7 separate regions of the Mus musculus genome follow, and regions 2, 3, 4, 5, 6 and 7 are each linked to region 1. A link is a contact called in public HiChIP or PLAC-seq and promoter capture Hi-C data. All regions are on one chromosome and are shown on one strand. Each heading gives the region's core, a stretch centred on a gene start, on an enhancer-like site or on the middle of the called end of the contact. The rest is flanking DNA. Distances are from core to core; before and after follow the strand shown. Region 1 holds the start of Rpp40 (ribonuclease P 40 subunit). Region 2 holds the start of Tubb2a (tubulin, beta 2A class IIA). Region 3 holds the start of Psmg4 (proteasome (prosome, macropain) assembly chaperone 4). Region 4 overlaps Ly86 (lymphocyte antigen 86). Region 5 holds the start of Ripk1 (receptor (TNFRSF)-interacting serine-threonine kinase 1). Region 6 holds the start of Slc22a23 (solute carrier family 22, member 23). Region 7 holds the start of Tubb2b (tubulin, beta 2B class IIB).

The links. Promoter capture Hi-C pulls out the DNA fragments that hold promoters and counts their contacts. HiChIP or PLAC-seq counts read pairs in DNA pulled down with a chosen protein or histone mark. Capture Hi-C pulls out chosen DNA fragments and counts their contacts.
Region 2: a contact with region 1 is called in an H3K27ac HiChIP or PLAC-seq map of thymic regulatory T cells, with 7 times the contacts expected there. The contact joins the promoter of Tubb2a here to the promoter of Rpp40 in region 1. A contact is called at or near these places in 1 of 39 promoter capture datasets (pre-B cells) and 1 of 115 datasets of contacts at active chromatin or transcription factors (thymic regulatory T cells).
Region 3: a contact with region 1 is called in a promoter capture Hi-C map of liver, with 2.0 times the contacts expected there. The contact joins the promoter of Psmg4 here to the promoter of Rpp40 in region 1. A contact is called at or near these places in 4 of 39 promoter capture datasets (cranial neural crest, embryonic stem cells, hippocampal neurons and 1 more), 2 of 484 Hi-C or Micro-C datasets (CD4 T cells and CD8 T cells), 1 of 115 datasets of contacts at active chromatin or transcription factors (microglia) and 1 of 9 other capture datasets (liver).
Region 4: a promoter capture Hi-C map of 3T3-L1-derived adipocytes shows a contact between it and region 1, with 2.8 times the contacts expected there. The contact joins the enhancer-like site here to the promoter of Rpp40 in region 1. A contact is called at or near these places in 4 of 39 promoter capture datasets (the 3T3-L1 cell line, 3T3-L1-derived adipocytes and liver) and 2 of 115 datasets of contacts at active chromatin or transcription factors (astrocytes and embryonic stem cells).
Region 5: a contact with region 1 is called in a promoter capture Hi-C map of pre-B cells. The contact joins the promoter of Ripk1 here to the promoter of Rpp40 in region 1. A contact is called at or near these places in 1 of 39 promoter capture datasets (pre-B cells) and 2 of 484 Hi-C or Micro-C datasets (CD4 T cells and pre-B cells).
Region 6: a contact with region 1 is called in a promoter capture Hi-C map of cranial neural crest. The contact joins the promoter of Slc22a23 here to the promoter of Rpp40 in region 1. A contact is called at or near these places in 2 of 39 promoter capture datasets (cranial neural crest and hippocampal neurons) and 1 of 115 datasets of contacts at active chromatin or transcription factors (embryonic stem cells).
Region 7: a contact with region 1 is called in a promoter capture Hi-C map of pre-B cells, with 3 times the contacts expected there. The contact joins the promoter of Tubb2b here to the promoter of Rpp40 in region 1. A contact is called at or near these places in 1 of 39 promoter capture datasets (pre-B cells) and 1 of 115 datasets of contacts at active chromatin or transcription factors (astrocytes).

Annotation. Positions count from the first base shown.
Region 1 is chr13:35,904,633-35,908,423 of GRCm38.p6, reverse strand. Rpp40 (ribonuclease P 40 subunit) reads left to right here and starts at 2,077. Exons shown (of 8, transcript NM_145938.4): 1 at 2,077-2,220. The coding sequence starts at 2,098.
Region 2 is chr13:34,075,875-34,079,596 of GRCm38.p6, reverse strand. It overlaps Tubb2a (tubulin, beta 2A class IIA), which reads left to right and starts at 1,589. Exons shown (of 4, transcript NM_009450.2): 1 at 1,589-1,724; 2 at 2,940-3,048; 3 at 3,309-3,419. The coding sequence starts at 1,668.
Region 3 is chr13:34,161,539-34,165,071 of GRCm38.p6, reverse strand. It overlaps Psmg4 (proteasome (prosome, macropain) assembly chaperone 4), which reads right to left and starts at 2,108. Exons shown (of 3, transcript NM_001101430.2): 1 at 1,823-2,108. The coding sequence starts at 1,996.
Region 4 is chr13:37,397,208-37,400,897 of GRCm38.p6, reverse strand. All of the region lies in intron 3 of Ly86 (lymphocyte antigen 86), which reads right to left. Among named protein-coding and RNA genes, the nearest start is that of Gm4035, 36 kb to the left of the region's middle. Within about 2 kb of position 1,382, at least 21 of the 459 cell types and tissues checked have an H3K27ac peak or open chromatin away from gene starts, as enhancers often do. A contact at or near this core is called in 3T3-L1-derived adipocytes, where this site is marked.
Region 5 is chr13:34,000,988-34,004,741 of GRCm38.p6, reverse strand. Ripk1 (receptor (TNFRSF)-interacting serine-threonine kinase 1) reads right to left here and starts at 2,379. Exons shown (of 11, transcript NM_001359997.1): 1 at 2,036-2,379. It also overlaps a transcript of Serpinb6a not described here.
Region 6 is chr13:34,343,643-34,347,177 of GRCm38.p6, reverse strand. Slc22a23 (solute carrier family 22, member 23) reads left to right here and starts at 1,960. Exons shown (of 10, transcript NM_001382849.1): 1 at 1,960-3,019. The coding sequence starts at 2,381.
Region 7 is chr13:34,128,304-34,131,988 of GRCm38.p6, reverse strand. Tubb2b (tubulin, beta 2B class IIB) reads left to right here and starts at 1,635. Exons shown (of 4, transcript NM_023716.2): 1 at 1,635-1,812; 2 at 2,635-2,743; 3 at 3,007-3,117; 4 at 3,458-3,685. The coding sequence starts at 1,756. Gm36500 (a long non-coding RNA gene) reads right to left here and starts at 1,511. Exons shown (of 3, transcript XR_873221.3): 1 at 1-1,511.

The sequences.
Region 1 (3,791 bases), core at 828-3,327:
CTCAATACAGGCTCAAGACAAGAGTCTGCAAGTTCAATGATACCCTCTCCCAGCCTATGCCGAGTACCCCGGAAGAGGCTGCTTCAACATCTCATTGCTTTCCTTTCTCCCTTTCTTTCTACCCTTCTTCCCTTTTTCTTCTTAGCACACTCTTACTGCTTCCCCTTTGTTGCATTCCCTAAACACATTTTATTTCCTCGCATACATTTTCATACATTTCACACCTCATACAGATGTTTATCTTACATTATTTACATTCTCTATTATTCAGCACTTTTACTCTTTTCCCTTTTTAAAAAAATGGATGTTTTTATCTTTTACTTCTCTTATATTTATATAATTCATTATTTAAGATTTTCTATTATTGAGATTTCCCCCTTCTTTTAGTTTTTTTCCCCCCACTAAACCCTTTCTCTTTTCATGTCTCCATCCATGGCACACTTTCTCATCCCGCTTCTTTCTTTCATTTAGGCTTGCTTTCGTTTTCTTGCTATTTTCCCATTTACCCTACATAATCATTACATTCCTAGCATATTCTACATTAGTATTGTAAATTTCTGTTTCATGGTTATTAGTAATATATTGCTGAACCTCAGTAACTTTGGGTGTATTTCTATATCTTCCATTTTGTTACTGTCTCAGCAATGTGTTGTCTCCTTTATGAGTAACACCGGGGAATGAGTCTCGGAGAGTAGGGTGCTCAGTAAGAACAACAGCGAAAAACATCTCCAAATCAACACAGGTCAACACCACACACAGAAACAAAAGCATGAATGAAAAACACAGCAACAGGAGTCCTCCAAAAACAAAATCAATTATCCCAGAGTGGTGGTTCACATCTTAAATCCCAGCACTCAGGAGGCAGAGGCAGGTAGATCTCTTTGAGTTTGAGACCAGCCTGGTCTATATATTGAGTCTGAGGCCAGCCAGGATATATAATGAGACCCTGTCTCAAGACAAAATAACTTAACACCTGGATTCAATGATACTGAAATAGGTAAAATTCTGGGTGATTTCAGAAGTTTCCTAGTAAAAATACTTTAAGACCTCAAAAAAGATTGAAGCAAAAAGATTAATTCAATCTTCCCTAAGGAAGGACCTGGAAAGTCTGCTGTGCACACACGTGCACGTGCGCACGCATGTGTGTGCACACACAGAGAGTAAAATAGATGAGAAAAATCAACAATATGGCTTTTAAGAATTAGCTATGGGGGCTGGAGAAATGGATCATTGGTTAAGAGCACTGACTGCTCTTCCAGAGGTCCTGAGTTCAATTCCTAGCAACCACATGGTGGCTCACAACCATCCATAATAGAATCCAATGCCCTCTTCTGGTGTGTCTGAAGATAGCAACAGTGTACATGGAAGTACAATTCAGCAAAGAAACTGAGATTTGGAGTAAAATCACAAAATAGTAATGTTGGAAATGAAAAAAATAAATTAAATAATTAAAAACAAAGCAAAGAAGTTCTGTTGGAAGTAAAAATGCAGAAATGTCATATTATATTCCTCTGTAATTTCCTATACTTTTTGGGAAGGATCAGTGGGAACTTAGGGGCCTGCGGGTGGGTGAGCATTAGGAACGAGACCATATGAGGAGTCAGGAAAACAGTGCTGCAAAGCAGATGTATTTCCTGACTATACTAGGCTTTTCCTCTGTCCTATCTTCCTCCTTTTTATAAGGTGTCAGGGTCCAGTCCTTCTCTGAGTCCTGTCCAGGTATATGCACTGTTCCTCCACGGAGAAACTGTGGGATAGAATGGATGTGCCAGGTTTTTTCTTTCTTTCTTTCTTTCTTTTTTAAGATGCGGATGGTTGTGAGCCAACATGTGGTTGCTGGGATTTGAACTCAGGACTTTTGGAAGAGCAGTCAATGCTCTTACCCGCTGAGCCATCTCACCAGCCCCATGCCAGGTTCTTGAGAACCTTCAGACCCAGTGCCTGCAGGAACTGACAGACAGGGAAAGAAAGAAGGGTTAGGGCGTGGTGGAGGGAGGGGTGTAGTCAGAAAGGGGCGAATGGTGGGGTGAGGGGCGGGCCGAGGGGCGGGCCGGGAGGCGGGCCAAGAGGCGGTGCTCGCCTGGACTCCTGCTTAACATGGCCACGCTGCGCAGGCTGCAAGAGGCGCCTCGGCACTTACTGGTCTGTGAGAAATCCAACTTCGGCCACGATAAGTCTCGCCATAAGCATCTCGTGGAGACGCACTATCATAATTACAGGGTGAGTCAGGTCCACCCGGCCCTCTTAGGCTGGAGAGCTTTAAGGTAGAACCACGCCGGGTTTCACCCGGCCAGACCTCCTCGGCTTGCGAGGGTGGGCGGAGATCGTCCTCGGGCATGCTGGGAACTATAGTCTCTTCAAGTTTCTTAACTGCTTTTCTTGGCGCTGTGTAGGACTACAATTCCCAGCATGCGCCAAACACAGGGCGGTGCTCGGTCCTATGAGGAACAGCAGAGTTTTTGTGAGTTTGGCGTGGTTACTGCGGTGTTCAGGATTAAATCCTCTCGGTGTTGGGTCGAGCAGGCAGTGGAGGAGTTAGGAATGTAACCTGCACGGTCGGAGTGTGACCTGTACAACATGTAGCCGAATTACACCCTAAGTTTGGGCAGATCTCTGTGGATCAGCTTGTGACTCTTTCCAAAGCATCACGCGGTTTGACAAACGAGGAACTCCAAATAAACTTACCTTACGATGATAAGGGTTTAAGCATTTTACATCTTAAATATTGGCCTGATGGATTTCTCAGATAGATTAGCTGGCGTCCTTGTCCCTCAAGGCTGGTTGTTGGGGCTTTGCGAAACGGACTTTAGATGTTCACTTGGGGATCATTTGAAATCCGCGCGGATTTTGCATCTCTTCGGTTGAAAGGCCATCCCTGCGGTCAGGGATGTATCGCTTATCTCAACTGGTCTCACCTAGGTTTGTCTAGGAAATGGAAGCTTCCAGGAGCACTTTTGCTTCTATGTAGCTTCTTACTAATTAAATGTCCCTAAATCCCAGGAGGAGTTCCTTTGATTTCATGACTCCAGAATAAGCAAATCAAGGCATGTTGAATTATATATACTCTATTTCCTTGACTATAAAGTGTGAAAGACATAACATATATTGCTTGTATGCAAAAATAAGATTCAAGTAAGACTTCCATTGCAATGTCATGCCTCACATTGAAATGCAGAAAGGAAAAACTTGAGTAGTCAGATATCTGTTTACTTGAAATTAATAGAATTGTTGCCTAGTAGGTTGATGGTGATGCACACCTTTAAACCCAGGCAGAGGTGGGTAAATCTCTGAGTGCAAGGCTAACCTGATAAACAGAGCAAGTTCCAGGACAGCCAGGGCTACATGGAGAAACCCTGTCTCAGGGGTAGGTGGTGGTGGCTGTGTGTGTGTGTGTATGTGTGTGTGTGTGTGTGTGTGTGTGTGTGTTTTACTAAGGGTTTTACTGCTGTGAACAGACACTCCAACAGTGACCAGGGCAACTCTTATAAGGACAACAAGGTGGGAGCATGGCAGCGTCCAGGCAGGCATGGTGTAGGGGGAGCTGAGAGTTCTACATCTTCATCTGAAGGACACTAGAAGAAGACTGGCTTCCAGGGAGCTAGATGAGGTCTCAAAGCCCACGCCCACAGTGACATACTTCCTCCAACAAAGTCACACCTACTCCACCAAGGCCATCCCTCCTAATAGCACTCCCTGGACCAAGCATCTTCAAACCATCACATTGCCCATGTTTGCGTGTCCCTTCTATGTCCCAGTAAAACCTGTGAAGGAGTAACTAGCACCTTTGACAT
Region 2 (3,722 bases), core at 340-2,839, 1.8 Mb after region 1:
GCAGATTGGGGGAAAAACTCTGAAGGCCAAACCTGGGACCCAACAGCTTGGGGATGGGAAGGAGAAAGAAGAGCACTTAGGACATCTATTCCCATCTGAGGAGGCCCCAGCACAGCCTGCCTGCTAGGATGGAGGAGCCTGGAGGCCTGGGTCCCTGAAGCGGAATCCACGATGATGTAACTTCACCTGGGCTTAATCACGAGTGACTGGCTGTGGCTCCCACCTCAGCAAATGACCCAATATTAACATGGCAAACAAGATCCACATTTACAGCAGCATCCCCTTGGACTTTATGAAGGCATTTTCACTCCATAAACTCAACCTGCTTTCATATACACCTTCTCATTTCCTGTTCACAAAGCCAGCTCCACGGCACCTATAATTATTTAGTATTTGAAGAAACTGGCTCCCGAGAGGAACTGGTGGAAGCTCCTGTTTACCCCTCCACTGTGCCAGACCAACGAAGAGTAACTCCTGGTGGACCAGTCCTAGCGCCAAGCCTAGGGTTTCTGCTAATAGAAAAACTGCAGGTTCTCGGGCTTCCTCAATTTGTAGCTGGTCAGGTTTTAAACCTTGCTTTTCTGAGGGGAGGAATCTGGGTAGTGTTGATGCCTTTTGTGGGACAGACAGTACTAGCCGAGAGAAGGAAATGTGAGCCCTGAATGTGGGCTGCAACCGTGTTTTTATATTTTCCTGGTTATCACATTTTTAAAAGTGAAAACAAGTGAGTCATTTAACAAATATATTTTAAGCACTGTGTCCAAAACGTGATCACTGTGACCTTTTGTCAGTGAGGTTCTTTGGCTAACTTACCCAGCCCATGAAAACCAGTGTCTCTCTCAGACCAGCATCTCAACTCACACTCACTATATTAGCTACCTCCACTTCCCTCCCTTGCTCTCTCGCTCCAACACGTGTCTGAGAGCAGAAATTTCGACTTTTAAGAGGCTTTTAGGACCCAAGAGTCCAGACCAGAAAAACGTCACTCTTCCTCCTCTATACCTAGCAATCGACCTGTATAGCATCCTTGTCGTCCTTGAAACAGTCCAGACCCTCACTTGATCCTCCCCTCTTTCCTCCCAAGCGGTATCACGTCTGGCTTTCTACTCGCCCTTAGTTACCAAGCAGACTTGAAAGAGAGAACCGGGCTGCAGTTCAAGTCCTGCCCAGGATGCAGGCACCCTTTTTCAGAAAGGACATCTAGTAGAGATGCATTTTCAGTTCTGGGCTTCATATCCAAGAGCGAGGCCACACCTGTCCTGCTACTGGGGAGGCAGGAGCCCCATCTGTAGTCCCCAGAGTGGTGGGAAATGAGCAGTGTGGGAGCAGAACCAGAGTGTAACCTAAAGGTCTCGACAGTAGACAAACACCTCAGGTGGACACTGAGGGGAAACCAGCAGGACCGGCTGGGGGGGCGTAATAACCCTAGGAGGCTGGATACAGGCGGGTGCCCCGCACCTCGCACCGCGCCCCGGCTCCCTCTCGCGGTGCCGCAGTCCCAGCCGCGCCGCCCCTCGGCTCTGCCCCCATGACGTCAGCGGGACTGGGCGGTCCCCGGGTATAAAAGGCGGTGCTGGGGGAGGGCGACTGGTCTTTTGCGCTCCTTAGCCCTCTGTCCACGCACTGCTCCGAGGGCAAGAGCCTCCACCCCTTCTACAACCAGCACCATGCGCGAGATCGTGCACATCCAGGCGGGCCAGTGTGGCAACCAGATCGGCGCTAAGGTGGGCTCACCCCTAGGGAAGAAATGGATGAGGTAGTCCCATCCGGTCAGGGTCCCAAGGTTGCGTGGGGAGAGGGGTAGGGGGGGGTGTCGCGGAAGCAGGCCGAGCCTAGGGGATCCAGAAGAGCCCCGGCTGGTGTCGCATTCCACCGCTGGCTACTGGGCGGGCCGGGTCCTGAAAGCCGACCAACTTGCCAGGATTGGTGCGACAAGGGTGTCTTAAATTAAGGTCCATTACATTGCTTTGGGACACAGCCCTTCTGCGGGGTGCAGCTGACATTAGTCTGGGTTTTTTTCGTGTCTGAAATTTGGGTTGGGGGGGTCACTACATGTATTGAAAAAAATCTCATGTCAAATGTAATTCATATATATATATATATTTCTGTCATTTGAATGAAAAAAATGCAGTGTCATTGGGTTGACAGATGTTACAGAGGCGTGTCTTTGGGCCAACAGACGAGGGTGTTAGACAAATTCTCTTACAAGGGCTCGTTTAGATGTGACATAAAACATTATGGTCCTCTTTTTTCTCTGCAAGACTGCTTGGAATGGGGGCTGTGAGACCCGACGGCAGTGGGGAGACAGCAATGGGTATTTAACATGGGTGTGGGCGGGTGCCTGCACAAGGACATGGTCTCTTTCAACACCGCCATATTGCCCACCCAACCTCCCCACTCCCTTTCCTGCTGCCAAGTCACAATGGAGGTTACATCCTGAGGATGGCCAGCTTTTTCCCGGGGCTGCCAGACGCCCTCTCAGGATTGTACTGCCCATCCCCGAACATTCCTAGCCAGGGTCAATACCCGAAGCCAATATGTAGGTCAGTGGTATAAAACTGGGCTGTTGAAAGCTGTCATGGAGTCTGTGCCAGCAGCCATTGATCCCTGGAGGCACAGGGGGCGGGGCACCTGATTTTCCCTTCTGCCTTTCCCATCCATCAGCCTGTATGTGTAACATTCAGCCTTGCCTGGAGTGATAGAAAGCAGCTGCCTCTGCAGTTCTGCGAGATCCGCTGTGCCCACTTCCTTCTCCAGGCTCCTCCCAGCCCTGCATCTGTGGTCATAATATGGCCGATGCACTGCGCATTCCCAAGACCCTCTGCAGCAGCAGCTGCTGCCCAAATACATGGAGGCCCGCAGCCCACTAGGCTCTTGCCCTGCTGTCTTTCTGGTGACAGAGAGATTCTAAGCATGATGTGGGATTGTCTTCATTTCAGTTTTGGGAGGTGATAAGCGATGAGCATGGCATCGACCCCACTGGCAGTTACCATGGCGACAGTGACTTGCAGCTGGAGAGGATCAATGTGTACTACAATGAAGCTGCTGGTAAGAGTTTGGATGTCAGTCTCGCTTTCCATACCGTGACAGAGAAAGCAGCCTACCAGCATGCAGACAAGGAAATGGTTTTTTTGCATATTCATTTTTTTTAAAAAAGCACTTCATAATTCCTGAAGACCTCTGCATGCTTTGTGTCTCCATTTTCTTTTTCCTCCTTTGTCTCAATGCTGGGATTTCTGCAATGAATTCTTTTGCCACATTCATCTCCTTTCTCAAGCCCAATTGTAAGTCAGCTCTTGTCCCCACAGGCAACAAATATGTACCTCGGGCCATCCTAGTGGACCTGGAGCCGGGCACCATGGACTCAGTGAGGTCGGGACCATTCGGCCAGATCTTCAGGCCAGACAACTTTGTGTTCGGTATGTTGTGATGCTCCATGAGAGCTGGCCAGATGACTCACTCCCTTCCTAGCAGCCGTGGGCTTTACAGTTCTGTGTGCAGCATCCAGCTGAGCCTGTGTCCCACAGACCACAAGTCCTGGCCTAACCTAGGCAGCTGACAAGATCATGTCTGTGGTCACTCTTGACAGCTCAGAGGAGAGTGTGGGCCTGGTAGAGGCTGTGCAAGGCCTCTGTGAGGAACAGTGTCTGGGGGCAGGGGAGGAGGGGATGAAAGCCTTCAAAGAGGGCATTACAGGCTGCAGGGGATTTCAAAGGGCTTCT
Region 3 (3,533 bases), core at 859-3,358, 1.7 Mb after region 1:
ATACCGAACAAGATTAAAAAGAAAAAAAGAACAGTATAAAATTACTCAATTTCTATCTTTTTGTTTGATACAAAAATATAATCATAAACCTGTTCTTTATAGACTCTTAATTCAACATTTAGCTGAAATGTACAGTGTTTACACTGAAGCCTACTGAAGTAAATCTACCTTACCAGCTGGCTTTTTCGTACCAAAAATAAAATTTTAAGCCCCATCTTGTTACTGTTCTTAATATAATTAATTACTGTCAAATAATTGGTCTCCATAGACACATGCTCAAGGACACATTTACTAAGGTGGGAGCACCTCCTCCAACTCCCTGCCATAGGTCAGGACCATTTTCCATCCCAGGCCAGCCACCCTCAGGCTGGCTTGGCTGGCATCATCCCTCCTGGGTACTGAAACCCCTGCCGCTATCCAGACAGGCCAGTTAGAGAAGCAACTTCATCCTGTGATTTGTGTTCTCCAAAGTTTGTTGTGGCCAGAACAAATTTGCGGGCAAAGGGAGGAGCACACACACATGATCTTTAACACTGTCCTCCATGGACCAGCACAACTTTTCTATGAATGCTCACAAAGAAAATAATTCAGGTGTCAGCAGCCACAAGCCCGCTAGTAGGACTAGAGCTGCCATACTCTCCACCTGCATAGATAGATGTGGCCATGTTTTAGTAGAACCTGATTACGAAGTAAGACCTTACTGCCTGACTGGCTACAACTTAAAGGACGCCCTGAAGAGGTCTCAACAACTCACCAAGTGACTTAATGAGCAGCCTGAGAGGTACTAGACACTAACCTCACCTTATATCACTAAAACTTCAGAGGCCAGTACTACTGGAATAACTGGGCAGGGAAGAACACTAAGAAGCAACAGGCCCTGTGGGGATCACTAGAAACTCAGTATCATACTCTGAATTCATCTCAAAGGGTCTTTAGCAGAGGAATGGCAATCCCTGATCTATCTTATTGTTTTATCTTTTTGCTTATATGTAGTGTGTATGGTATGCATGCATACGTGCATGCATGTTCCTAAATTTGGGTGCATATATATGCATGTGCCCCCCACACAAAGTGAGCTCATCCGAGGGTAAGGTAAGTCCTTCATCCAATATGAGTGGTGTGTTCAAGGAAGAGATGAGGACAGGCAGTTTAACTCAGTGGTGGAGCATTTGCATAGCACATGCAAAGCTTTGGATTCAACCCCCTATCCTGGAGATGGAGAGGCTCTGGGCACGTGACCTGTGAGAGAAAGAAAGGCCAAAGACAGCCAGAGAGCACTCAGAATAGGTAGAGTTGCCCATACAGAGATGAAAGGTCACAGAAGGGGAAGGTTTGAGTTTGTTGGTCAAGTACCTATCAGACACTCAAATCTAAGCTCCAAGTTCAATACAAAAGTTGTCTAAACCCAATGTAAAATGTAAAACGTAGCACGCGCACATGTCAGGAAGCTGGTGCAAGGAGAGCCGATGTTCTGGTGAGCTCAGAGCTCAGGGGCTGGGATGAGTTCCCTTTAAGGTGGTCCACGTGTGGGTTGACTCCGGGGTTCCCGCAAGTCAAGAAGCAGCCCTAGGAGACTCCAGCCTGAGGTGTTCAGAATAGGACCCCAGGGCACACTGAAGCTCCTCAAGAATGTCTCTCAGGGCCGCATGCGACCAGCCTCACTCCCACTGGTCTCTCTCCTCCCAAACCCTTCTTAGCGGTCCCCACCCTCTACCCCAGATCCTTCACCTTGAGGTCCACCGGTCCCCCCAACCCCACCCCCAACTACGGCTAGGCCCCGCCCCCAGATCGCCATCAAGTTCCTGGCCCCGCCCACACTCACGTAGCGGCTGCACATGGCCACTGCGAGGTTGCGTAGATGCGGCGTTGCTCCCACCCACAGGAAGAGCGAATCCGTCAGCCGCATGACATGAAAGTGGACCAGCTGCTCCCACAGCCTTGCACTGAAGTTGTGAAGCGACACGTCCGCGTCCGCAGCGGCCCGAGACTCCTCCATCCCGCCAGCCACCGGGCCACAGCACCGAGACCGGGCAGGCGCGGGCTCCCAGACCAGAGAGAGCGAGCTCCGAAAAGCGGAACGCTCTTTCACTTTCAGATGCGCGCGCCGAGGTGGGGTGGGGCGAGCATGAGTGGGCGGGGCCTAGAACAGGGCCTCCGCCTGCTCTAGCCTGGTACCTTCAGCCTCGCCTAGGAGTCTGCCAGCGATCTCTAGGAACCCACTGAACTACCTCTGTCCTTTTTCCTTCTTCCCAGGAGCGCATGTTAGTGGACTGAAACCACTCTCAGCATCTTCCTTTGCCCAGACACGGACACAATTTGAGCGCTTTAGCAGCCACCACCTCCCAGGCCCACCTCTGCAAGTCTCTAACCTAGCTAACATAATTTAACAGCAATGATCCTGGGAGAAAGCTGTAAAAAAGAACTGCATAGACCATGGCGGGAGGACAGGGTCTTCAGAGACAGGCAGGCACACCCTGAGCTGCTATCATGTAAAGCTCGGGTCTTGATCTAACCCTTTAACTTCTCTGTCTCTCTTTCCTCGAGTACAAAATGGAAATATGAGTAGGGAGCCTTTAAGATTTGAGAAAGAATGTGAGAGAGGGAAGCCCTGTGGAGGGTGGTGATATATCTGCCCTGGGACCCTTTAATTTTAATTACTGGGACACTAAAGTGTTTGGAATGAGTCCCTTGGTGGGTTGAGAGGCGTAAAAACTTGCCCGGTTTGTCAAGCTTTTTACAGTAGACTTGGAGACTCTAGGAACTGCAAAGAGTCTGCTTAAATTTCCTGTAACTCTTAGTGGATCAAATTGAGATTTAAAATGTGATGTGATTTGAGTATGGTTTGGGACCCTCCGAGGATCCACTGTGAGATGTCTTAGTCCCCAAGGGAGATAGATTATGGAATATCATGGGAGATCAGGGGATAGGCCCTGTCTGGAAGACCCAAGTCACTGAGGAAAAGGAAATATTCCTGTGATAGAGCTCCTGAGGTATTACTATAAAAGCAACAAGCCCAGCCTTTGTGGTTAATATTGTTGGGGGTTGGGGGGAGGGGGTTACTACACCCCCTTGTTACCTTTAAATATCTATTGGGGGTTTCTACCCCACTTCAGACCATATCATTACCAGATAAAAGATACAGAAACATTTAGATTTATAATAAGCTTAAAAGCACTAGAGCTAGGCAGATATCAGCCCTCTATGCTATATTACCTATTTTCTTATGGTGATCCCAGAGATGTCACTGGCCATGTTCAGCCTGGGCCATTCCTACTCCATCAGGCTGGTCCTCTTGACCATGTGCCCATGATCTACCAACACCATGGTGACCTCCTTCCTTCTTCCTCTCTCTTCCACCTCATCCTTATCTCAGACCCCAAGCCCAGAATCCATTTTTCCACCCACTCTGTTCTGCCTAGCCTTGTCTGTAGGCATCTTTATTGGCCAATCAGGAATAAGTTGGGGGGCAAGCTTTACATCATTTGGTACAGGAGGATCTCATCAGGAGGCATCCAGATTTGGGGGGACCAGCA
Region 4 (3,690 bases), core at 133-2,632, 1.5 Mb before region 1:
TTGCTATGATGAAACACTACGACTCAAAACAACTTGGGGAGGAGAGGGTTTGTTTCATTTTATACTTCTAGGTAACAATCCATCCTAAGGGAGTCAGGACAAGAACCCAAGCAGACCAGGAACCTAGAAGCAGGAACTAATGGAAGGCCATAGAATAGTGCTGCTTACTGGATTGTTTCCTATAGCTTGCTCAGTCTGCTTTCTTATATGACCCAGGACCACCTGCCTATGAGTAGCATTGCCCACAGCAGACTGGGTCTGTCCACATCAATCATTAGTCAAGAAAATACCCCACAGGCTTGCTTACAGGCAGATCTTATAGAGGCATTTTCTCAATTGAGGTTCCCTTCTCTCAGATTCATCTAACTTGTGTAAAGTAGATAAAAAGCCTACCCAGCCCACACACCACGGGTGAGCTGGTGCTGGTTCAGGAGACTCAGCTGTTGATTAATTTGGACCTCCTCCTGATGACAGGATACCTTGTCTACAGATTATGTTGGAATGATCTGGAGTTTTAAGGCAAAAACCAGGAAAAAGAATTTTTAGGCCTTGAATTGTGCTTGTGAGTTCTCAGAGCCTCATACTTTGGGAGGAGATGGTGGCAGAGAGAGAGGGAGAGAGGGAGGGAGGGAGAGAGGGAGAGAGAGAGAGGGGGAGGGAGAGAGAGGGAGAGAGGGGAATTATTTTTAATTTTAATTGTTTTTGAGAGAGGTTTTCTTGACCTCACTTTGTGGCTAAGGATGGCTTTGAACTTCTGATCCTTTTGTGTCCACCTCCCATGTGCTGGGGTTTCAGGTCTGTGCTACCACACCTGATTTATGTTGTGCTAAGGATCTAACCTAGGGCCTTGTGTATGCTAGATGTGCATGCTATCAGCTCAATTACACCCCAGCTAATACCCGCTGGCTGTTTGTAGGGTAAGGTGCCCTGGGAATACTTATGGTCTTCTTTGTGAAAACCACAGCCCTACTTTAGAGTCCATAGCTGTCCAGCCACCGTGGTTACTTTTCCTCTAGATGAATTATTTTCATTTTGGCTCAGCGAGTTCTACTTTGAAATCTTCCCCTCCGCATGCAGCCAGACTTCTGACCCCCTTGTGGGATTTCATTGACTAGGGAAATCTAATGTTACTGACAGCTCAGAACCATCCCCTGTGAGATTGCAACGAATCATTACAAAATTATCAAATAAGACTTCTCCTGGGTTGGATTAATCACAGCCTTCCCCTCATGCCTCTCCAGTGGTTTAGCAATGTGGTCATTGCCAGTCTTTTCATTTTCAACAGCAAGCCGGTTTTGAAGTAGGAATGGTTTCAACACATGAGTCGTTGACTTCTGGCCGCACTGGTTCTCTTCTGGGTAAAGGCTATGCCAAATAGGGGTGGTTATAAAGTTGAGAAACAGTGACAGTCATGTCCCAGTGAGACGAAGCTTTGATATGAAGCAATGATCTGACCTCCGAACAGAAAAACTCATATCTTGCTCTGGGCATGTGGGCAAGCGTATGGTCTAGGGAGTTCATGGCGGTTTGGTTTTCACAAGGTCATTTTAATCAAAAACACAAGGAGCTCGAGGCTCCTTTGGATTATATGTAGCTACTTGGACTCTTGACATGGCCAGCAGAAATCAGAAAAACAAAACAAAACAAAACCCAAAACCTGTTCTTTTCTCAGTAATAGTTGCATAGGCAGCAATGGTCACTCACAGATGGCTACATCCTGGTCCCCAGAGATCCTGTGAATATTATGCCATCTCACGTGTCAAAAGGGACTTTGCAGATGTAATCTCTAATTAGGATTTTGGAATGGGGAGGTGGCCCTGGGTTACCTAGATGGACTAGAAAATGAGAGGGAAGAAGGATCTGAGGGGAAAGAGGAGAGGTCATGTATAGATGGAGGCAGAGCATGGAGAGGAGCCAAGGAACACAACAGCCAGAGACTAACTGGGTAAGAGAGCGACTTCCCTAAGCTTCCAAAGGCATACAGCTCTCCAGATACTTGGGATTTAGATTCGTGGCATTCAGACTCCAAGAGAACAAACCAGTGCTATGAACTGCACATTCCACGACAACTTGTTACAGCAGCAGTAGGAAGACATTACAGAGGTCTTGGATTAAAGGGAGGAGGACCCAGGTAGTCAGCCTGAGATGGGGCCATGAGTGGTAGCTTCCCCAAAGGGGCACTTTAGCACCATGACACAAACATATTCTAGGATTTGAGCCCAAGAGAAAATATTAGGGTTTGAACTGGGCCAGGGAGTGAGATTTCTAATGCAAGCTATACCAACGAGTTCAGGATAGACAATTACAAGCAATACAAAACAGTATGAAGCAGTAGGTCAGATTTGCCTGGTAGGACATTTTGCAAAGATCCCATCAAATATGACTGCCACCAACCCCCTGTGGCCATAAGAGCTTATACTGTGGCCAGTGCAGGTTTTAATTTACTTTAAAAAACAGTTTTGAATGACCATGTATGTCTTGTGATTATTTTGCTGGACAATGAAATTCTGGGTCAACATTGACAGAAATACATGAGTCACATGGGCCACTTAAGCTTTTCAGGTGGCCATATTTAAAAAATGAGAAGGAAAAAAGTAAGATTAGCAAAATATGTTGTTTAACTCAGTAATTTAAAATATTACCTTTTTTAAAGCATATAATCAATATAGAAATGAGGCATTTAGATTTACAGCATCTCTCACTTTGGACCTGTCATGGTTCAAGGGCCTCAGACACTGGAAGCCGATGGCCCCTGCACTAGTCAATCATGGAAGAGGAAGAGGATCCTGGGAGGAAGTAGTCAGACTTACTTGGAACTTCCTTCCTCTTGCCATGTCTTTTTTCCTTTGCTGCTCAAGTTTCATGTGAGGAAATACATTCCCAGCTTTATGTGGGAATCACAGACAAGAGAATTCAACTTGGTCATTATTTTCCTCTCCTCCTACAAACCCATTCTTCGATTTCTGTAGACTCTAAATACCACAGTCAAATTTCACCTTATCAGTTGGTGGAGTGGTTGGAGTTCCGGGTAAAGAAAGAAGAACATGGGAGATAAGAAAGGGGCTTGATCTGCAGAAACCTGGGCAGGGCTGGCAAGCATGTCGTGGCTGAGAATTCAACATAAGCATTTAGGAGGTCTATGTGTCTTGGCCCAGGAAGCTCTGTGGCCCTGCAGAGTGGAGCCCTAGGAAATGTTTAGTTAGTTAAAATGCAAATACCAGCAACCTTAGGGTCAGATTGGGGTAGAATGGAGGAGCTGAGAGTTGTCCTTTTAAATTAGCTTCCTAAATGATTATTGCATGGAAGTGTGTGAGTCACTGAGTTAGATTTATGGAAGTTCATAACTGGCTAAGGACTCGGAAAGAAGCTGAGCATTGTCTTCGAAAATTAAAGTTGCTTCTGGTCCTAGGCTGTCATTAGCCTTACGAGACTGGGCTCAAACCGAACAAATTGACTGATGTTAAAAGACAGTTTTAACCCCAGACTGGATCATTTGCAACTGGTACTTGAACTTGAGGATGGAGACAAACACCAGAACAGCACCATTCCTTAACAACCAGGGTCTCTCCTTTAATTTTAACAAGGAAGAGTCCCCCTTGGCTTGGTCATTGCCCATAGCCTCTCTTTGATGGCCATTATTCTTAGGTCTGTGCCCTGCAGTCCAAGAGTGCAGTTCTACTCATCCGTTAA
Region 5 (3,754 bases), core at 1,130-3,629, 1.9 Mb after region 1:
ATTCGTGTGTACATATCCCTTTTAATGGCTGCACTCCTTTTAAAACCCAACTAATTTTCACTTAAATTTTCAGTGACTATCTTGTATAATAAGAGCAGGAGGACAAAGAATGTCAACTGCTAGCTGTGCCCTACTTCCTTCTTAGAAGAATTCTGATTTTACTCAGGTAAGTGACATATCAGTGGCTCGCTGCATCCAAGGTTCTTTAATTAAAACAGCCTGTGCTTGTTTCACAAAAGGGCATTGAACAAGGAATCAAACCACCAACAAAAGACAAGGTGGAATAAAATTTAACAAAGTATGATCAAACACATCAGCACATTGTGGTCTGTGAATTAATTTATCAAGACTATTTTCAATTTACAAATAAAGAAATTACAAGTTGAGGTTAAATGATTCACCCGAATTGAATTCACCTTACCCCTTCTCTCAGGCTTTCACTCTCAGTTCTTTAATATTTTTTTCTAGAAAGGCAACTAATAATTTTCTTTTGAAAACCCCCAATGCAAAGACGAAATTGTTGCCAGGCATAGTGTGCCATGGTATTCCAGGCATAGTGACACATGCCTTCCATCCGGACACCAGGAAGACAGAGGCAGGTAGATCTCTGGGAATTCAAGGCCAGCCTGGCCTTCTACATAGCTAGCTTCAGGATAGCAAAGGCTACACAAAGAGACCCAGTCTCAAAAACAATAAACAAACAAACAAACAAACATATAAAATCATATGGACTTACCCAGATTAATTGAATATTCTACATTTTAAAAACATGGGGATGTACAGATTAAATTTAAAAAAAACTTAGTATTATATCCATGTTTTTATAGTAAGACACATCTGCCAGAATGATATCCTACCGATGTGTGGGAAACTATATATTTGCTTCAAATTCCAGATCCTACTGGAGATATTAAGGAGACATTAACTAAGGTGTAATAGTACTGTGCCCAGTTTGTAAGTTGTTACCTTGGGCACATATCTTATTACAATCTTGAAAGCTTAACATTATGTGTAAGGCTCAAAGTAGCAAAGAATGAGAAAAATGGAAATTAAAGTTAAGAATTGTTACTACTGTTTTTGTCAGTCATACAAACAAAACATCCCAAATTTCATTTTCAATAAGACTAGTATATTTCTACATACAATACAGCTGTGATAGTTCACCTTTCTCACAAGCCTTAGTAGTATCTTTCCAGGGGCTACAGAATTACACAATTAAGTCATTGCATCCCAAAGTTCACTCTACCATCGAGTCTTCATGTGTTAAGAAAGAATACTTTCCTAAAGGTCTTTTGTGGAATTTCTTGATTAAAACAGCTTCAACTCTTTGCACAAAGTAAAAGAGCAAGAAAATCAAATGATCTGCAAGACACAAAGAATGAGTCACCCTGGGCTGCACCATCCATCCTCAGTGGGCTCTGTCCAACGCTTAGGTGAGGAGGATGTGGCTTATCTTTTTCACAACTCAGAAAAGGTCTGCAGCAACCCATAAATGCAAATGCTACTGAGGACCAGAGAAGCCTTGGATGTTTGACACTGGTCTCTCGTTGAGGTCGTAGATCACTCCTGATTTGCCAGCTCACCTCAAAAATAACGATGAAAGCTACCGACTGCTCTGCCACCTGCTGCCCCAAGACAACAGGAATAGACCCTTTTAAAGAGCTGGTAGGTCCAGGGTTGATAGGTTACATTTAGGTAGTCTTGTTGGGGTCCTAAAGCTTCAAGAAGCTGTCATTCCTACCAAAATAATCGTTCCATAGTCACTCTGTAACCATGGCTACGGCGCACCTTCAGTCTCGACTTGAGCTAAAACGACCTCAAGAAGAGTCCAACCTCCCGCTAGATGACAGCAAGTTCCGCGCTTTTCGATTTCCGGGAACGTTTGAAGTCCCGCCCGCCACCCGGCTTCCGGAAACAACGAGCCCCGCCCTCCGGTCCACGCGCAGAAATCGCGCGGCCTCCGCCCCTTCCGGGAAACCAGCTTCTGAGGAAACTAGCGGCGGCGCCCCTGGCCTCGACCCCCGCGCTGACTTACCTCAGAGGCCTTCCCGCGGCCAAGTACCCCGGCCTAGGTGAGGAAGGACGGGCGGTGGACGTCAGGAGCGGCGCCTCGCCGTGGCTGCCCGGCCGGGACGGCCCTGGGCCCTGACGAGGACCGGTCGGAGTTCGGTGCTGAAGTGGCGCCCAGCCACTCGCAGGTCCCCCACAGCCTGCCGCCTCCCGCCGCGTCCAGCTCGCACCTCCGCGGGTCCGCACCGCCGCTGGACTCCCGGGAGGTGAGCGGCACCGACACCCGCGCTCCCGAGGCCGTTCCGGGGGCCGCTGGTCCTCCTCTAAGGACTACTGGGGTGGTGCTAGGCTGCGGCCGCCCCTGTCTCCGCCTCTGCTCACGCCCCGGGGCTGTGTGCACGGGCGAGCGCCAGCCTCCCAGCTGGGCATTGAGCTCTACTGAGCATGCCAGGTTCGCAGCACGACCATCCCGGAGGCCCGCGGGCGGAAGGAATGGCACTTTTGCCTTGCTTTCTGAGCGAGTTCTGAGAGAGCCCTTAAAAAAAATAATACGGCGGTCATAGCTGCTATATGTCAGGGCGGAGACCGCTTGGCCCGCTAGATAGCGCTGTGTGCGACAGTGGCCTTTGCAAGCTTTGTGGGTTCAGAGGTGACACGGTGACAGAACCACTGGTAAATTATCGTTCGTCCACCACAGCAGCCTGTCGAGGAAGAAACGTGATTAATTTGTAGCCCTCGAAAATAGTAGTTGAAACCCCAAGCAGAAACTGTGTTGCTGCAGGTGTCATTAAGAAGAAAGTTGCACGATAGTCCAGTGATCCCTTATTGTCAAAAGATAAATATGACAAGACAGAGAGAGGGCCACAAAAGACACGATAAAGGAGTCTTATTAAACCATACACACGACCACTTTAAGAAAATTCACAGCCATTTTACCAGATACCTCACCATACAAATAAGCATTAAAAAGATGCTCAATGTCAAAGGACATTAGGGGAACTCAACTTTGATGTAGAGTACACATAAAATGCCCCCAAATCCCAAACATTCACCGATGTTAACAAAAACGTACACTAACTGAAAATCACATACATTCCTGCAAAGAATGCAAAACCTTTATGGTTACTGTATGATTTATCAGTTTCACATACAGGTATGTACCCAAATGAACATACATCTAGTGTATAAACACATGTACTTAAGTTGGGTTTTTTGTTTGTTTGTTTGTTTGGAGTTCTTTCCGGGTGGGATTGGGTGTGTGTGTGTGTGTGTGTGTGTGTGTATAAAACTCCACATATGGGAGGCCAGGAGCCCACCTCCAGTTAGCTCCTTCTTACAATGCATCTTTTTCTTTTCCATACAAGGTATTACTTTTACCTTTTGCTTGTGGAATGGACTAAGCTGTCTGGCCAAGGCAAGAGGCACCAGGGGTGTCTCCATGGCCAGTTTTGTTTGTTTGTTTCTGTATGAGTGCTGGGGATTGAACTCAGATCCATATGTTGCCATGGAAAGCACTTTGCTGAAGGAACCATGAGCTATCTTCTTCAGGTTCCTGTACATTGTTTTTCCTTAAGTTTTTTGTTTGTTTTATTTACGAGTGTGTATATAATAGAGTGCAGATTCTCCTAGAGGCCACAGAAAGGTATCAGGTCCCCTGAAGTTAGAGTTTACAGGTGAACTGTCTGGTGTGAGTCTGGGAACCAAACTTGGGGTCCTCTGCAAGAGCAGTATGTGCTTTTAACAG
Region 6 (3,535 bases), core at 711-3,210, 1.6 Mb after region 1:
TGTGGATCTGAAAGCAACCCCCTCCAAAGTTCCCCATGATTCTTCTCCCAATTAGATGAGCCATTGCTAAGATCAATGGCTGTGTTTTGCAGTGACTTACAAAGTTTCAGCTAGGTTCCTAGTGAGCAGCTGAGCAAAGGAGTCAGACCCAGACACGGAGCAGGCTTCCTTTGAAAGAACCAACACGGAAGGGGAATGAGAGAAAGCCTGGCTTGTTACATTTCAGTCAGATAAGAAAATGTAGGTTGTGTGCAGAGGGTGGAGTCAGTAATAAATATCTAACATTCATTCATTGAATGCTGACTCTGTTCTGTTGGGGTGTGGGGTGAGCGCGTCCCAAGGATTAGCTCTTCAAGTGATGAGGGGAAGAAAAGTTAAACTAACCAATAAAGTGAAATTAGGAGAAGAAGGTGGAGGAAGAGGGTAGAGGGGGAAGGGGAGGGGGAGGAAGAGAAGGAGGAAGAGAAGATCACATGTATTGGCAGGTTGCACTGTCACTCCTGATTTTGAAAATAATACTTTATTAGATTATAATCATTATACTGCATGATGGGTTTCATAATGACATTCTCACTCAAGTATGTCATTAAATGTGCTTAAATTTCCAGACTGGGTTTCCCAGACCTTTAGTGTCTTCTGCAGCCTGTGTCTCTTCCGTCTATTGTTATCTAATCTCCCCTTCCCAGCCACTCAGGAAAATTCACAGTTGGGTTCCCCAAAGTCCAGCTCTCTGGCAGTCTTCAGAAATAGTTCTCTCCACGTGTCAGAATTTCAGCAGTAAGTACATGTTGACTGGAACATTGAGCTGCATGCTTAAAAAAAAAAAGTCTCCCACTAAATTATACAACATGCAGCTGAGAAAATAACGGAGATGCTTAAAGAACGCATTCCATACATGTACTCGCAGGATATGCTTTTGGGAAAAGAACGCGAGCTTCCTTCCCCTGTGCTAAATAAGACTAGAGATAGATTGCTCCATTTAAGATTTCCATTAATTCCATTAATAAACTTCTCAGAATATGAAATGTCTCGAGAATGTAGTGAGGCTAAGATGAAAGCCGCATAATTCTCACTGGTGTCAGGCCTGGCACGCAGGAGAAGATATGCTAATGCGGCCGTTTGCCGCAGGGCTGGTGTTATTTATATAGTGCTAGCTGGGCAAGGCTGGCTCTGGAGTCTGGAGTGCCAAGAGCATTTGGATCTCCTGTGAGGTGTAGATGTGTGCGCGCCTGTGCGCAGAGCATAGGAATTGTGATTCCGAGACCTTGGGGAGGGGGTGGGGCAGGCCGCCCTCATTCACGTTTGTATCGAGTGTGTGGCTTCTGTTGAAGGTCTAGCCTTCTAGAGTTGTGTTTATTTGACATTCATTCTGGAGCACAGAAAGAAATGGCGATTTGGGGCGGGTGCTGCAGTAGGTCGTGTGTGACCCAGCGTTGTAAGGGGCTGTCATCCTAAAATTGGCAAACATGCCTCCTTGCCCCAGCTCCGTGACCATAAAAAGCTGCCTTATTTGAGTCTGGAAGAAGAACAGAAGGTTGTTCTGGAAGACAGGCAACCCTTGGGCTCAAGACCAGGAGTGGGGTGCCAGCCGCCAGGCACCTCGGAAACGAACAGAGGTCACGGAGAGCCGGTGTGCCCGGGGCGAGGTCCCTTGCGGCTGTGGGACTTGAGACTGGCAGACGACACTGTCCTCTCACTCCCAGCCAGTGCAGACTCCTTGGTGACCCCCGTCCCCCGCGCCCAGAGACCACCAGGGATCTTGCAGCGGCCCGGGTGTCCCTCTCCCCGCCCCTGCGTCTGTCCGGGCGGTGGCGACACGGCCCGGCTGGAGGGGGCGCTCGTGCGCAGGAGCGGCGCAGCAGGTGCCGCGGTTACCTCCACCTCGGCGGGGGGAGAGGGGGCGGGCCGGGGCGGGAGGCGGAGGCCGGCTCGGTGAGCCGAGAGCGCGGCCGGCTCCGCAGGCTGGCTGCGAGCTTGCGGCTTCCGGGAGCGCCCGAAGTCCGTGGAGGATCTCCCAACCCGCGGCCGCCGGCGGCCCCAGCACAACGCGCACCGGTGCCCGCAGGGCCCCGAGTCGCGACAAGGGCGCGGGTCCGGCTCCTCCTCCTCCCCGGCCGGCGCGCATCAGCGGAGAGCCTCGTAGCTAGGCGGGCGCCCGGGCCGCGGCGCGGATGAGCCGCGGCGGCTGAGGACTCGAACGGTTTCTGCCCGGCGCCCAGGGCACGGGGGTGCGCGGGTGACATGGGGGTGGCCTGACTCGCCGGGCCCGGAGCACTCTCTCCGGCCGCGGGCCCTCCTCCTCGGCGGCGGCGCTGTGCCCGGGCGCCCGCCGAGCTCCGCCGCGCTCTATGCGCCTCTGCGGGAGCCGCGGGCCCTGGCCATGGCGATAGACCGGCGGCGTGAGGCGGCGGGTAGTGGTGCCGGGCGGCAGCCGGCCCCGGCGGAGGAGAACGGCTCCCTGCCGCCCGGGGACGCGGCGGCCTCGGCGCCCCTCGGAGGGCGCGCGGGCTCCGGCAGCAGCGCGGAGATCCAGCCACTGCCTGCGCTGCACCCCAGCGGCGGCCCGCACTCGAGCTGCTGCGCGGCGACAGCCGCCCCGAGCCTCCTGTTGCTGGACTACGATGGCTCCGTGCTGCCCTTCCTCGGGGGCCTGGGCGGCGGCTACCAGAAGACCCTGGTGGTGCTCACCTGGATCCCGGCACTGTTCATTGGCTTCAGCCAGTTCTCGGACTCCTTCCTTCTGGACCAGCCCGATTTCTGGTGCCGCGGGGCCGGCAAAGGCACCGAGCTGGCGGGTGCCACTGTCACCGGCCGATGGGGTGACATGGGCAATTGGACCAGCCCCTCGGCCACCCCCTTCTCCACTGCCTCCTGGGGGACCACGAGCAACCGAAGCAACAGCAGCGACACACCACCCCTCCCATCCCCTCCAGGCAAGGGGAACAACGACTCAAATTGCGACTGCCACGCGTGGGACTACGGCATCCGCACTGGTCTCATCCAAAACGTGGTCAGCAAGGTAAGGGCCACGACCGCCGCGTCCCCGCGTTCTTCTTGTGAACCTTTTTCTTCTGACCTCGGTCGCCTCTGCTCTGTGCTCCATCTCTCATTCTCTGCAGACTTAGGTCCAAACCTACCCAGTTGAGGAACCCAAAATGTTAGCCTGTGTACGCACAACCCCGCATTGACTGGGCTCCCGGCTGTCCCTCAAAGGAGATGCTCTTACTTGGATGTGAAGCCAAGGCTTTTTTGCCGCCCTCTGCGGTGCCCGTGACGCTGCATCCGCTTCAAAGAGACCGACTTAGCCTTTTCTAATATCCACACAAACTCCTGTCCCAGTGCACATATGGAAAGGGCTCCCCTCCCCCGAAAGGTTCAAATCCTCTCCTCTATCTAGCTAAGGTGTCAGACTCACTGATGGCTCAGCAGGGGCCCTGGAAGACTCAATCCCTCTTCTAGGGCTTCTCCTTGGAGCCAGGACATAGCCATGTTCTTTCTGCAGGCTGCCTGTCCCTGTGTCTCCCACTAAGAACTA
Region 7 (3,685 bases), core at 386-2,885, 1.8 Mb after region 1:
CAGTCTGGACACCCTGGCAATCACAGGCGGCAAGGCTTTTGTTCTAGGCTGCTTCTCATGGTACATTAGAATTCAGTTTAAAGCCCGCCCTGCCCCCACACCCCTTGCGGAAAGGAGAGGCGATGACAGCTTCAGATGGTTCTAGCAGGTCCTCCCTCGCTCAACAGCTGCGAGCTCTACCCTATAGTGTGACCCTGAGTCACTTGGGCCTCACTCCTTAGAGAATAAAAGGGGTCACATCACCTCCTAAACCACTAGCCCCGCGTAGGGAAGCAGTGACCTTCAACCTGGGATAGCAGGGAACATACTCTGACACCCTTCTTCTTCTCTCCCTCAGAGCACACAGGTTTATTTCACATACGCTCACAAAGGGATCAGTTTCTTCCTCGAATACCTAGAAAATGCGGGTTTGAAGGGAGAGCTGATGCATCGCGTCTGCGCACGCGCTGATGTGAGTGCGCCTGAGTCTGCGGTGGTCTCTGGCTAGCTCACCGCGCTGCAGTTTTTAGGCGTGTCCCCCTCCTCTCCATCCGCAGCACCAAGGCTGGGACCTCTTAGTCACTGCAAATGAAGGTAAGAATGCTCTAGGCGTCGAAGGTTCTCAGAACCTTCTTTTCTAACAACGGATGAACTAAATACTGGAAGGACAGCGCCTGACTGGCTTTTAAACACTCAGTTGTGGAATACATCCCACGCTTTTGTGAACTCCTTTGTTTCCCTGACAGACCCGCCCCCAGGACTCCACCCTCACTCTGCCGGCAACACAGTTCACACACTGCGGCCTGCCACACCCACCCCATCACTCAGGAGGAACAAAAGCCAATCACAGGGTGAAAGGAGTCTTTGGTATCAGGCAGCGAGCACAGTATTCTTGGAGTGTGCGAGGCAGGGCTAGGCTCAGAGGTCCTTCTACCACTAAATGCTGCTACTATAGCAGAGGAACAAGCATAGTCAATAAAGACAAAGGCAAGTCTAAGATGCTCCAAAGTGTCCAAAGTTATGATCTTTTGGATTTTTCTTTTTTCCAATTACACTCGCTTTCGTAGGATCACTAGTCTTTTCCTAAAGTTGTATGTAATGGGCGTGTGCGCCTGGACAGACATTGACCTCCAGGGATGAAGAATGAGGCACTACTCTCGCCAAGTGCTTTGGCTTGGCGAAGCCTGCTCAGAGTAAGAAGAGGAATTGCTCAAGTAACGCAAATGACCCTAAAGCTCCCTACCAGTGCTCACTCGCAACACCGGACTGCACCTGCTGCACCCACCCATTAGCAGCCCCTTCTCCATCCCCAGCCTATGGTACTAAATCACCCCGCCCCGCCACACTACCGCAGTCTTCACGCTCCCAGTTCCCAGTTCCCCACACTCAGCTTGCCCTTCTCAAGTCCGAGACAATGCTCAGGCCCCAGCTTCTCCCAAGAAGCCCCACTCCTCGCAAGGTCTTCACGCCCGCGCTGATTGGCCACAAGCCCATAGTCCAGCCCCCAAGACCGTCCCTGGGGCTCAGAGCATTACGTCAACCCGGCCTGGAGAGCGCTAGCGAGAACGGGACTGGGGGCTTTGGCTGGGGGGCGCGGTCTTTTTGGTTCGCCCCACCCTCCCTACATAAAAGACCGAACCCACCCGGCCCTCGCCCTCAGCCCGTAGCCCGTCGGTTCCGGAGTAAGTTCCAGGTGGCCCAGCAGTGGGTGTGGAAGGGGAGGATCATCAGACCCACTGACACAGACCCAAGACAGCAAGAAGCTAACCAGGCACCATGCGAGAGATCGTGCACATTCAGGCGGGCCAGTGCGGCAACCAGATCGGTGCCAAGGTGGGTTCACTGCTTAGGGGGTGAGGGAGGGACCCTAACGGAGCTCCCCTCGGGATAGGTGGGGTCCAAAATGAGGCGCGGCTCTAGGTAAATACCAGGACTCACCAACGGCGGACCTGACTTGCGGTTTTGTGCAGTCGGATGGGCGTGGTCTCAGAGGAGACTTTAAAGCAAAGGGGTCTCATTCATTTTTCCTGGAACTATTCGGAATTTGAGCTGCCCCATTTTCTTTCCTCCCTAATAGCCACGAGTGCCTAAAGAAGACGTGGGTGTGTCTGCTAGGCTGTGCATGCCGGTCTTAGGGAGGGGCCGCGACACAGGAGAATTGATTTTACTCGCTTGATCACCAGGCGAGCTGCGGGGGAGGGGAGGAAGAACGATTGCCAGACGGTCACTGAACGTGCTTTGAATTTAAAACATCACCCTACAGCTTCCTCGCTTCACTCTCCCCGCCGGCCCCCTTTTCTCCTTGCCTATAGTCCCAGCGCGTTTGTCTCCAGCTGCCAGTGGTGGCTGTGACTTGCCAACCCAGCTTGGGCTGTTTTTTCACACACACACACACACACACACACACACACACACACACACACACACACACACACACACCCTACCTCCTGCTGAGAGCAGCTGTTCTCATGGGAAACCGCCCAGTTTCAACTTTCTGATCCTCTACAATGCAAGCCCTAAGGCTGTGCCTGGGTCATGCCACTCATTAAAGCTTCGGCAACGTCCTGTTGTCAAAACTGTGGGTGATGGGGGGGCTGCTCATTGAGATTGGGGGTAGGGTTGTGCATAGCTAAATACAGTCTTTTTATGTCACAGTTTTGGGAGGTCATCAGTGATGAGCATGGTATAGACCCCACTGGAAGTTACCATGGAGACAGTGATTTGCAACTGGAAAGAATCAATGTATACTACAATGAAGCAACTGGTAATTACTTTTAACACCCCATCTTCAATTCTGGCATCCCTAAGCTCTGCTCTTATTTGAACCCAGGAGAAGGTGGCTTATTTTAGGATGACCATTTTTGGGGTGGGGTAGCCTCTTCTGTGCCAACCAAACCCTTTGAAAGCTTGGTCATAATAGACCTTTCTTTGTTTGGGGGTACCACCAAACAGGAAGGAGGTGGGACCGAGCCCTACTCTATAGAAGATACTGCCTGGAGGGCTAAGCCAGCTCTTGTTCTTCTGCAGGTAATAAATATGTGCCTAGGGCCATCCTGGTGGACCTGGAGCCAGGCACAATGGACTCAGTCAGGTCTGGACCATTTGGGCAGATCTTCAGGCCGGACAACTTCGTGTTCGGTGAGTATGTGGCATAGCTGAAGACAGAAGAGCACAAGGTGTTAATTATCACTAGCACAAAGGGTGGAGGAGTGTGATAGACAGGGAGCATACATAGCAGTGGCGCCTAAGCCTTATCAGGCTTTGAGGCAATTGCATCTTAGCTTTTTCAAAGGCAGGTGTGCTCTGTTAACTCATTTATAATTGTATTGATAACCAAATAGTTTATTGCTTTATTATTTATTGGCCATTTGATAATAATTTGAAATAGCCTTATCTGAGAGGTGATTCTTTTTTTTTTTTTTTTTAAAGAAGGAATTTTCCCAATCATGGCTGACTTAATCCTCCTTTGCTCTTTCAGGCCAGAGTGGTGCAGGAAATAACTGGGCAAAGGGCCACTACACAGAGGGGGCCGAGCTGGTGGACTCTGTCCTGGACGTGGTGAGGAAGGAGTCAGAAAGCTGTGACTGTCTTCAGGGCTTCCAGCTGACCCACTCACTGGGGGGAGGCACTGGCTCAGGCATGGGGACCCTGCTCATCAGCAAGATCAGAGAGGAGTACCCAGACCGCATCATGAACACCTTCAGCG